2 separate regions of the Ovis aries genome follow, and region 2 is linked to region 1. A link is a contact called in public Hi-C data. All regions are on one chromosome and are shown on one strand. The core of a region is the stretch at or near the end of the contact, and the rest is flanking DNA. Distances in the headings are between cores, read along the strand shown. Region 1 overlaps TRIO (trio Rho guanine nucleotide exchange factor). Region 2 has its middle 53 kb from the start of TRIO.

What was found. Hi-C and Micro-C count contacts between places; a contact is called where the count stands out from the background.
Region 2: a contact with region 1 is called in a Hi-C map of skin fibroblasts, with 5 times the contacts expected there. The contact joins two enhancer-like sites. A contact is called at or near these places in 7 of 16 Hi-C or Micro-C datasets (hypothalamus, liver, muscle and 4 more).

What each region holds. Positions count from the first base shown.
Region 1 is chr16:59,038,860-59,043,469 of ARS-UI_Ramb_v3.0, reverse strand. The region is part of intron 1 of TRIO (trio Rho guanine nucleotide exchange factor); the gene reads left to right. Among named protein-coding and RNA genes, the nearest start is that of TRIO, 120 kb to the left of the region's middle. Within about 2 kb of position 1,974, at least 41 of the 54 cell types and tissues checked have an H3K27ac peak or open chromatin away from gene starts, as enhancers often do. A contact at or near this core is called in tail adipose tissue, where this site is marked.
Region 2 is chr16:59,209,858-59,214,467 of ARS-UI_Ramb_v3.0, reverse strand. No RefSeq gene overlaps it. Among named protein-coding and RNA genes, the nearest start is that of TRIO, 53 kb to the right of the region's middle. Within about 2 kb of position 1,782, at least 4 of the 54 cell types and tissues checked have an H3K27ac peak or open chromatin away from gene starts, as enhancers often do. A contact at or near this core is called in tail adipose tissue, where this site is marked.

The sequences.
Region 1 (4,610 bases), core at 725-3,224:
TTAAGTCGTGCGGTGGGTGGTTTGTGGGGCCTGGTACTGCGCTGGGACCCACACCATGGGGAGCAGGTCTGGGAAGATGCGTGTGAGTTCGGGGTTAGATATTTGGAGAAGACCGTACCCCAGGCACCTGCCCACTGGTTCACAACCCCTCTTTGTTCCAGCCAAGACCGACCACAACCATCTCTCCCCATAAATCCTACATCTTAGACGACATCTCATTCTGATTTCCTCTGGCCCCATTTTTCCATACTTGTGTGTCTCTCACTTGACAGACTTACTACTCATGTTGCTTTGCCAAACACAGCGAGTTCAACAAAAGGACCCTAGATTACACTGGATGTTCAAGTCACCCCAGATCAGAGCAAATCAGTGCATACCAAGAGGAGTTTCAATACCACCCATTTATACCACTTCTCTGTAATCAAGAGCCTTTTTGTAGGTAATAATCAAAAAGATATGGGAAAGAGTAGATTTACAGCTTTATTTTCCAAAGCCTTTTTCAGAATTTGATTGTGATGTGCATTAAAACAAATATACCCGTGTATTAGATTTTTTTCTTGTTTGGTAGAGGGTTAGGGTACTACCCCTTATGGACTGTTTGCTGTCACGATGAAAGAAGCTGCGTTTAGCAGTCAGCCTTGCTCTGTTTGCTCCAGTTGGACTGTTGTGTGACTGTTACTCGTTGGCTGCAAATTAACTTTTTAAACAGTTTTCCTGAGAGGCTGCTCCTTATGTAAAGCAAATCTTACTCGATGTCCATCAGCACACAGAGCTATGTGTCTGCAAGTGTATGTGTGTGTGTAAATGTAAATGTAGTTTAGCATGAGTGATAGGTCCCAAGATGCAGCCTGGGCGAGCTTCCCCCAGAGGCCTCTAGGGCAGTACCAGCATAAACACAGCCAGACGGGTTCTTTCTCTTGGCATCAGACAGACACGAGGATAAGGTTTCTCTGTGCTTGGCCCCGAGCTGGCCCCTAGGGAGGCAAAGATAAATGGCACATCTGGGCACATGGTTCTTTGTTGATTTATGAGATTGTAGAATTACCCCCCCCCCCCAACCCCACTCCCTTTTTTTTTTTGCTATTCCTCTTCCTATTTTGACTGTTGGAATATTTCCTTTCACTGGCCTATTATTGATGCTTTTAAATTAACCTCTAACACAGTTACCATATAATTAAATCATCAAATGTTAAAAATTCTACAGATGTTTTCATTATAGTAAAGTATGTGTAATAGTCAAAATATTCTTGTTATGGTTTCTTTTTGTGTGCATGGTAATTTTTCTTTGTTTTTCTATATTTTGTGCTCAAGACATTAAAAGTCAGAGCTCTTTTAAGTTGAAACATTCTTAACGGCCTCGAATCAATCAAACCTCTCTAGCAGTATGATGTTACAGGCTATTGCTTCTAAAATTATGTGAAGGAATAAATCAGTGAGCCTGACAGTTATTATAACCATAAAGGTTATAAGTAAAAATTATAATGCTGCAGTATGAAACCCCATCCATGTTCCTGCGTGGTGGCCTGTGAGCATGTCCCTATTCTTGGTGTAAATACTTCACTTTATATACAGTCTGTTGCTGCTGTTGTTCAGTTGCTAAGTCGTGTCCGACCCTCGTAATGATCTTGTGTGTGTGGACTGCACTTACAGATATATGGGAAAATAATATAAGCCTTGCATTGTTTTGATTTTTTATATATTAGTAAAGAAGACAGGTAAAAACATTTGATTTACAACCTTGTCTCTTCCCCCCCGCCCCGCCCTCATCTTCAGAGAGGATGCAGGCTTAGAGAAAATGCTTCCTTCCTACGCAACACTGATCTCAGTGCTTGCCAGGCCAAAATCCCTGATAGCGCAAACCGCGTGCCCCGCGCGGCACCGCTCCCCGTGATCCGTGACTAATCCTGCAGGCACTGCGGAGAAAGGTCCGGACTCGGAACTGCGGACGGCCTGCCTGGAAAGGGTGACGTCACCTCTGTCTGCGCGTGCGCGCGGCCGCTGATGCAGAGACGTATCACCCGGCTCTTTGTGCTCTGGGGTGCGTGCGCGCGCGGCGCTCCCCTAAATAAAGTGATGAGTAACATTCGGTAATCACCACCAAGACTCCGTACTAATAGGAACCCTCCAGCTTACTGCTGCACGTTGCTTTTCTTTGTTCTTTCAAGATGCTGCTTTACTTATTAACTTTTTTTTTTTTTGCCGCTACAAGCTGTGTTTTTATAAGGATGGGGATCTTTGCAGTCCTCCCCCACTTTCAGGTTTCCCGCTTAGTAAATACTAAAGTAGAACAGCTGACAGGCAAATGCGACCTCTGAAAACGGATGAGCAGGGCAGTTTGCCTTGTCATTTAGGGACAAATCCCAGTGAAGGTGAACTGGGCTGTTCAGAACAAGGTGCCAGTTCATTGGTTACAGCTCAAATGGGGAAGAAATGACGGTATTTTTTTTCCTAACACTGTTTTTACTTTAAAAAAAGATTGACTCAAGTAGTTGGAGGATTAGGTATAATTTCAAATGACTAGTATATGTCAGTAGTCCCAGAAGAAATATGGAGGGAAAATACTAACCTGTGTTTTGGTTTAGACTTTTAAAAATTTGATTCATTTTTAAAACTCATTTGATTTGCTTCATCTTAATTCTTTTTAAAACAGCTACATAAATTTTGTTGGGATGATGTGCGGCATAAAAGCTTTTTGCTCATTGTAAAAATATTTCTGTGGTGCTTTCTTTTTAAATTGAAAAAACAACAACACGCTGGGGGGTGGGGGCAGTGGGTAGCTCTTCCTTTTCTGTTTGTTGTTTTTTAAAAAAATCTGATACCAAGGAAGTGACCAAGCCTGTGAGCATTCTGGTCAGCAGTGACTCGCTTCAGAAGGTATTTGTTCACAGTAACAATGCAGTACCTCCTTGTAGAGTGGAGGGGTAAAAAATAAGTTGATTCAGACCACTGGTACAACTAAAAGGTTTTCCATTGCTGAATAACTTGTGGAATGTTTACTCTTAGGACCCAGAGGTTAATTTTCCTTGTTAGAAGTGTAAGTCATACTATAGGCCATCTGAACAATACTGAGCTTAATAGTTTACAAACCTGGAACGGAAAGTGGTAAGGAACACTGGGGTGCCTCTGTGGGGGTTTCAGGGGCAAGAAGCTGGAGAAGTATTGTTGTTCTGTTAGTTCATTGTCTGCTCATTCGTTCGTGCAGTCAGCCCATGTTCATTGACCATCCTGTGCCTGACATCTGGGAAACAGCAGTGAAAGAAACAGACGGGTCCTCTGGCTTGCGGGTGGATTTAGAGGAAGAGGGGAAAAGCAGTCCTCCTGATGGGCAACATAATGCGAGTCACTTTAGGGAATGTGGATAATTTGGGAGCGGGGGTTGAGGGGGGATTGAAATAGATCACAAATCAACAGACTACTGAGCCAAATAGCAATCTGAAAGGTGATAGCAGAATCAATTTTGGCAAGTCACATCATGCTGAACCTGGAGGGCGGGGTTTGAGATATTTTTAAATGAAAATGTTAAAATTTCTGAATATTCAAATATGATTGCTTGAGGGAAAAGGTGTTATTTGTGTTGACTGAAACCAAAGGAACGAGGAAAGAAGGTCATCAACCGCTAACGGCACATTTATGTTCACGATGAAATCAGATTTGTAGGCGCCCCCCCGCCCCCAATAGCATTCAAGAAACATCAAGATCGAGAGTAATACGTTTATCATATGAACATTATCATAGAACGTTTATCATATGAATGTTCTGGTCAAATTTCTCTCACATTTGGTTTAAGAGAACAGTTGTTGCCTGCCTTTTAGGCCTCCCCTGGGACATCCCCTTTGCACCAAGAAGGAGCTTGGTGAGCTTTGGCTGACTGCATCTTCACTGTGCCCTGAAGCTAGCATTTCATTAAAATTCACATGGGCTTCTCTGTCTCAGCAAAATGTACTTTAAATTGTAACAAGTGTCCAGTCTCCACACACTTCAGTATCAGTTCAGTTCAGTCGCTCAGTCGTGTCGGACGCTTTGCGACCCCATGAATCGCAGCACGCCAGGCCTCCCTGTCCATCACCAACTCCCAGAGTTTACCCAAATTCATGTGCATCAAGTCAGTGATGCCATCCAGCCTTCCCATCCTCTTTCGTCCCCTCTTCTCCTGCCCCCAATCCCGCCCAGCATCAGGGTCTTTTCCAATGAGTCAACTCTTCGCATGAGGTGACCAAAAGTTTTGGATTTTCAGCCTCAGCATCAGTCCTTCCAGTGAACACCCAGGACTGGTCTCCTTTAGGATGGACTGGTTGGATCTGCTTGCAGTCCAAGGGACTCGCAAGAGTCTTCTCTAGCACCGCCTGTGTAATTGGAAAAGTATGTAATTTACGAAATGGTCCAACAACTACACGTCCTCTGACTTTGGCCATTTACCTCTGTTTATTATCCCCATTCATGTTGCTTTTCTCTCTCTCTCTCTCTCTCTCTCTCTTTTTTTTTTTTTTTGCCCTTTCTTTCCTTAGTTTAGTCTCTCAGTCGTGTCCGACTCTTTGTGACCCCATGGACTGCAGCATTCCAGTCCATCATCAACTCCCAGAGCTTATTCAAACTCATGTCCATCGAATTGG
Region 2 (4,610 bases), core at 533-3,032, 170 kb before region 1:
CAGAGAAGTCCACCCTTTCTGCTTCTATTCAGCATTGTATTAGGGGACTTAACCAGAGCACTTGGGCAAGAAAAAGAAATAAAACACACCAAGACTGAAAAAGTGAATAGATCACTTTTATGAATGTTTTTAAAAGTGAAATAGTGAATAGAATAAGTGCAAAGATCTCTATTTGCAGATGATACAATCTTATATATACAAAATCCAGAAGAATCTACTAAAATTGATTAGATGTAAACCAATAAACAAATTCAACAAACTGTCAGTATACAAAATCAGTATATAAAAATCAATTCTACTTCTGTATATTAGCAAGTGGTAAAGAACCAGCCTGCCAATGTAGGAAACATAAGAGACATGGGTTCAATCCCTGGGTGAAGATCCCCTGGAGAAGAACATGGCAACCCACTCTAGTATTCTTGCCTGGAGAATCCCATGGACAGAGGAGCCTGGCAGGCTACAGTTCTTCAGGCCGCACAGAGTCAGACACAACCAAAGTGATTCAGCATGCACTCATGCACGCTAGCAAGAAACAATCTAAAAATAAAGGAAACAATTATATTTACAACAGCATAAAAATAGAATACTGAGGAATAAATTTAACAAAGAAGGACAAGGCTTAACCTCTAAAAACCACAAAGCATTGTTGAAAGAAATTCAAGATCTAAATAATGGAAAGATATCTTATGTTCATGGACCAACAGACAATTTATCTAAGGTGGTAATACTTCTCAAATTAATTTACAAATGTAATGCCAGTCCTGGCAACATCCAAGGCGGATTTTTGCAAAACTGACAAAGTTATCATAAAATTCGTATGGAAATGCAAGGGATCAAGAATAGCCAAACAATTCTGGAGAAGAAGAACAGTTTTAGGATATAACAGTTCCAACTGGAAAGTTTACAACAAAGCTGCAATAATCAAGATACTGAAGTACTTGCATTGACATATGAATCAATGGGATAGAACTGAAGTCCAGAAATAACCGTTATATTAATGGTCAGTTGATTTTGATAAGAATTTCAAGACAATTGAATAAAGAAAGAATAGTCTACTCAACACATGGTTCTAGGACAACTGGATATTCACATGCCTAAAAATGAAATTGAACCCTGACCTTACCACACACAAAAAAATTAATTCAAATGTCTTCATAGACCTAAATGTAAAAGTTAAAACTATAAACCCCTTAAATAAAATATGCAAGTAATTCTTTGTGATCTTGGATTAGGCAATGATTTCTTAAATACAAACCAAAACCACAAGTAAGAAAAGAAAGAATAGACAAATTGGACAATATCAAAATTAAAATTTTCGTGTTTCATGGACACTATGAAGAAAGTGAAATGACAGTCTACAGAATGGGAGAAAATATTTGCAAATCATACATCTGACAAGGGATTTGAGTCCAGAATACACAAACAACTCATACAAACTAACAATGAAAAGACATATAAATCAATTTTAAAATGGACAAAGATTTGAATAGACATTTCTTCAGAGAAAATTATACAAACACATGAAAAAATAAAAGATGATCAATGTGATTAGTTATAAGGGAAATGCAAGACAAACCACAATATGATACCATGTCACACCCACTAGGAGAACTAATATTAAAAAGATGACATTAACAAGTATACGTGACTATGTGGGAAAAAATGGAACCCTCAGGCATTGCTGGTGGGAACGAAAGTGATGCAGCTGCTTTGGAAAATAGTTTGGCAAACGCTCTAAAGGCTAAACATAGGATTACCACATGACTCAGCAACTCCAGCCCCAAGTATATCCCCAAGGGAATTGAAAGCATGTGTTCACACAAGGACTGGCACGCTTCAACCAAGATTACTGGCAATAGCCAAAAACTGGTAATAACCTAAATGCCTTCTATTGATGAGTGGGTAAAAAAAATATAGGTTTGTCTTAAGTGGAATATTATTTGGAATATTGTTTTAAATGGGATATTACTATTTTAAATGGAATATTATTTGTTTAAATGGAACACTATTTGTTTTAAATTGAATATTATTTTTAAAAAAGAATGCATACTGACACATGCTATAATATGAATGAACCTTATTATGTTAAGCAAAAGAGCTTGTCACAAATGATCCCAGACTATATGATTTTATTTATGTGAAATGTCCAGAATTGACAAATAGAGACAGAAAGGAGCCAAGGCAGAAGAGAGAGAGGGGGGAATCACTGCTAATACGCATGTGAAGTTTCTCTTTGGGTGATGGGAATGTCCTAACATTAAATTGTGAGGCTTTCATGCTGCTGCTGCTGCTGCTGCTGCTAAGTCGCTTTAGTCGTGTCTGACTCTGTACGACCCCATAGACAGCAGCCCACTCCATCCATGGGATTTTCCAGGCAAGAGCACTGGAGTGGGCACCATCACCTTCTCCAAGGCTCGCATAGTTGTGACCATACTAAAGACAACCGTATACTTTAAGTGGGTGGATTTTATGATGAAATACATTCCAAGTCTTATATAAACATACTTTGGCATGGGATATATTAGGAAAAAACAGATCAATTTATCATAGGACTTCATTCTCAAATTTGGATTAAGAAATTTTGGTAGACACCATCAGTTGACTACCCAACAACCATTCTCCTCTTGTTTCTGGGAATAGAATTCCAGTTTTGTCCAGGAGAGAATTGATTGGCCTAACTCCTAGCCAGTCATGGTATCCTCATTTACCTTAGAAAGTGACTAGTTTAGGATTGGCAGGTGACCCAGTCCTAGCCCTTGACTAAAAAGAGGAATATTCTGCTGAGAGTCTCTTTCTCTTCTTTTTTTTTTTTTTTTTTTGGCCCTGCTTAGCAGCATGCTGTGATGCTGGAGAAGACTCTTGAGGGTCCCTTGGACTGCCAGGAGATCAAACCAGTCAATCCTAAAGGAAACCAACTTTGAGTATTCATTGGAAGGACTGATGCTGAAGCTGAAGCCATAATCCTTTGTCCACATGACAGGAACAGCTGACTCACTGAAAGAGACTCTGATGCTGGGAAAGATGGAAGGCGAAAAGAGAAGGGGATAGCAGCACCAACTCAATGAACATGAGTTTGAGCAAACGTTGGGAGATATTGGAGGACAGAGGAGCCTGGCGTGCTGCATTCCATGGGATTGCAAAGAGTTACACACTACTTAGCAACTGAACAACAATGCCGTCTGCAAGATCTTAGTTCCCCAACCAGGGATTGAACCCATGCCCCCTGCAGTTCAGTTCAGTTCAGTTCAGTCGCTCAGTCGTGTCCGACTCTTTGCAACCCCATGAATCACAGCACGCCAGGCCTCCCTGTCCATCACCATCTCCCGGAGTTCACTCAGACTCACGTCCATCGAGTCTGTGATGCCATCCAGCCATCTCATCCTCGGTCGTCCCCTTCTCCTCCTGCCCCCAATCTCTCCCAGCATCAGAGTCTTTTCCAGTGAGTCAACTCTTCGCATGAGGTGGCCAAAGTACTGGAGCTTCAGCTTCAGCATCATTCCTTCCAAAGAAATCCCAGGGTTGATCTCCTTCAGAATGGACTGGTTGGATCTCCTTGCAGTCCAAAGGACCTTCAAGAGTCTTCTCCAACACCACAGTTCAAACGCATCAATTCTTTGGCACTCAGCCATCTTCACAGTCCAACTCTCAAATCCATACATGACCACAGGAAAAACCATAGCCTTGACTAGGCGGACCTTAGTTGGCAAAGTAATGTCTCTGCTTTTGAATATACTGTCTAGGTTGGTCATAACTTTTCTTCCAAAGAGTAAGCATCTTTTAATTTCATGGCTGCAGTCACCATCTGCAGTGATTTTGGAGCCCCAAAAAATGAAGTCTGACACTGTTTCTACTGTTTCTCCATCTATTTCCCATGAAGTGATGGGACTGGATGCCATGGTCTTCGTTTTCTGAATGTTGAGCTTTAAGCCAACTTTTTCACTCTCCTCTTTCACTTTCATCAAGAGGCTTTTTATGAAATCTAAACCACCACAGGAACTCCCTCTGCTGAAAGTATTAATGGTATAAAAAGTTCTGGATAAAAAGAAAAATCCCTCCAGTTCAAGCTTTTCTACTTTATTTAGTAAGGAAGTGATGCTTATGGGGCCAGAATTGTGAGAAAGTCAGAGAAAGTGCCCAGAGCTGTTATGTTAAACACCTCTGGAATCCGTTACCTTTGGGGTTCTTCTGAACTGATATGTGTAAACAAACCCCATTTAAACTACATTGATTCAGATGGGCTGTGTTTTGTTGTCAAAAACCTGCTAATTGATACATTTTCCCCTAAGTGGGCTTATTTGTGAATTCTCATAAAATTACATTTTCAGTCCTAGATCAAAGCTCTACTTTAGAAGATGAGATAAAATTGATTTAGATTTTTTTAAGATGATAGGCCTAGCATTAGTCAGTGAAAGGTATTAGAAAGGAGCATTTTGAAATAATGCTATTTGTACCAACATGGACGGACCTAGAGATGATTATTAAGTGAAATCAGACATAGAAAGACAATATCACAGGGCATCACTTACATGTGGAATCTAAAAGCTGCTCAAACAAACTTATTTACAAAACAGAAACAGACTCACACACACAGAAAACAAACGTATGGCTAC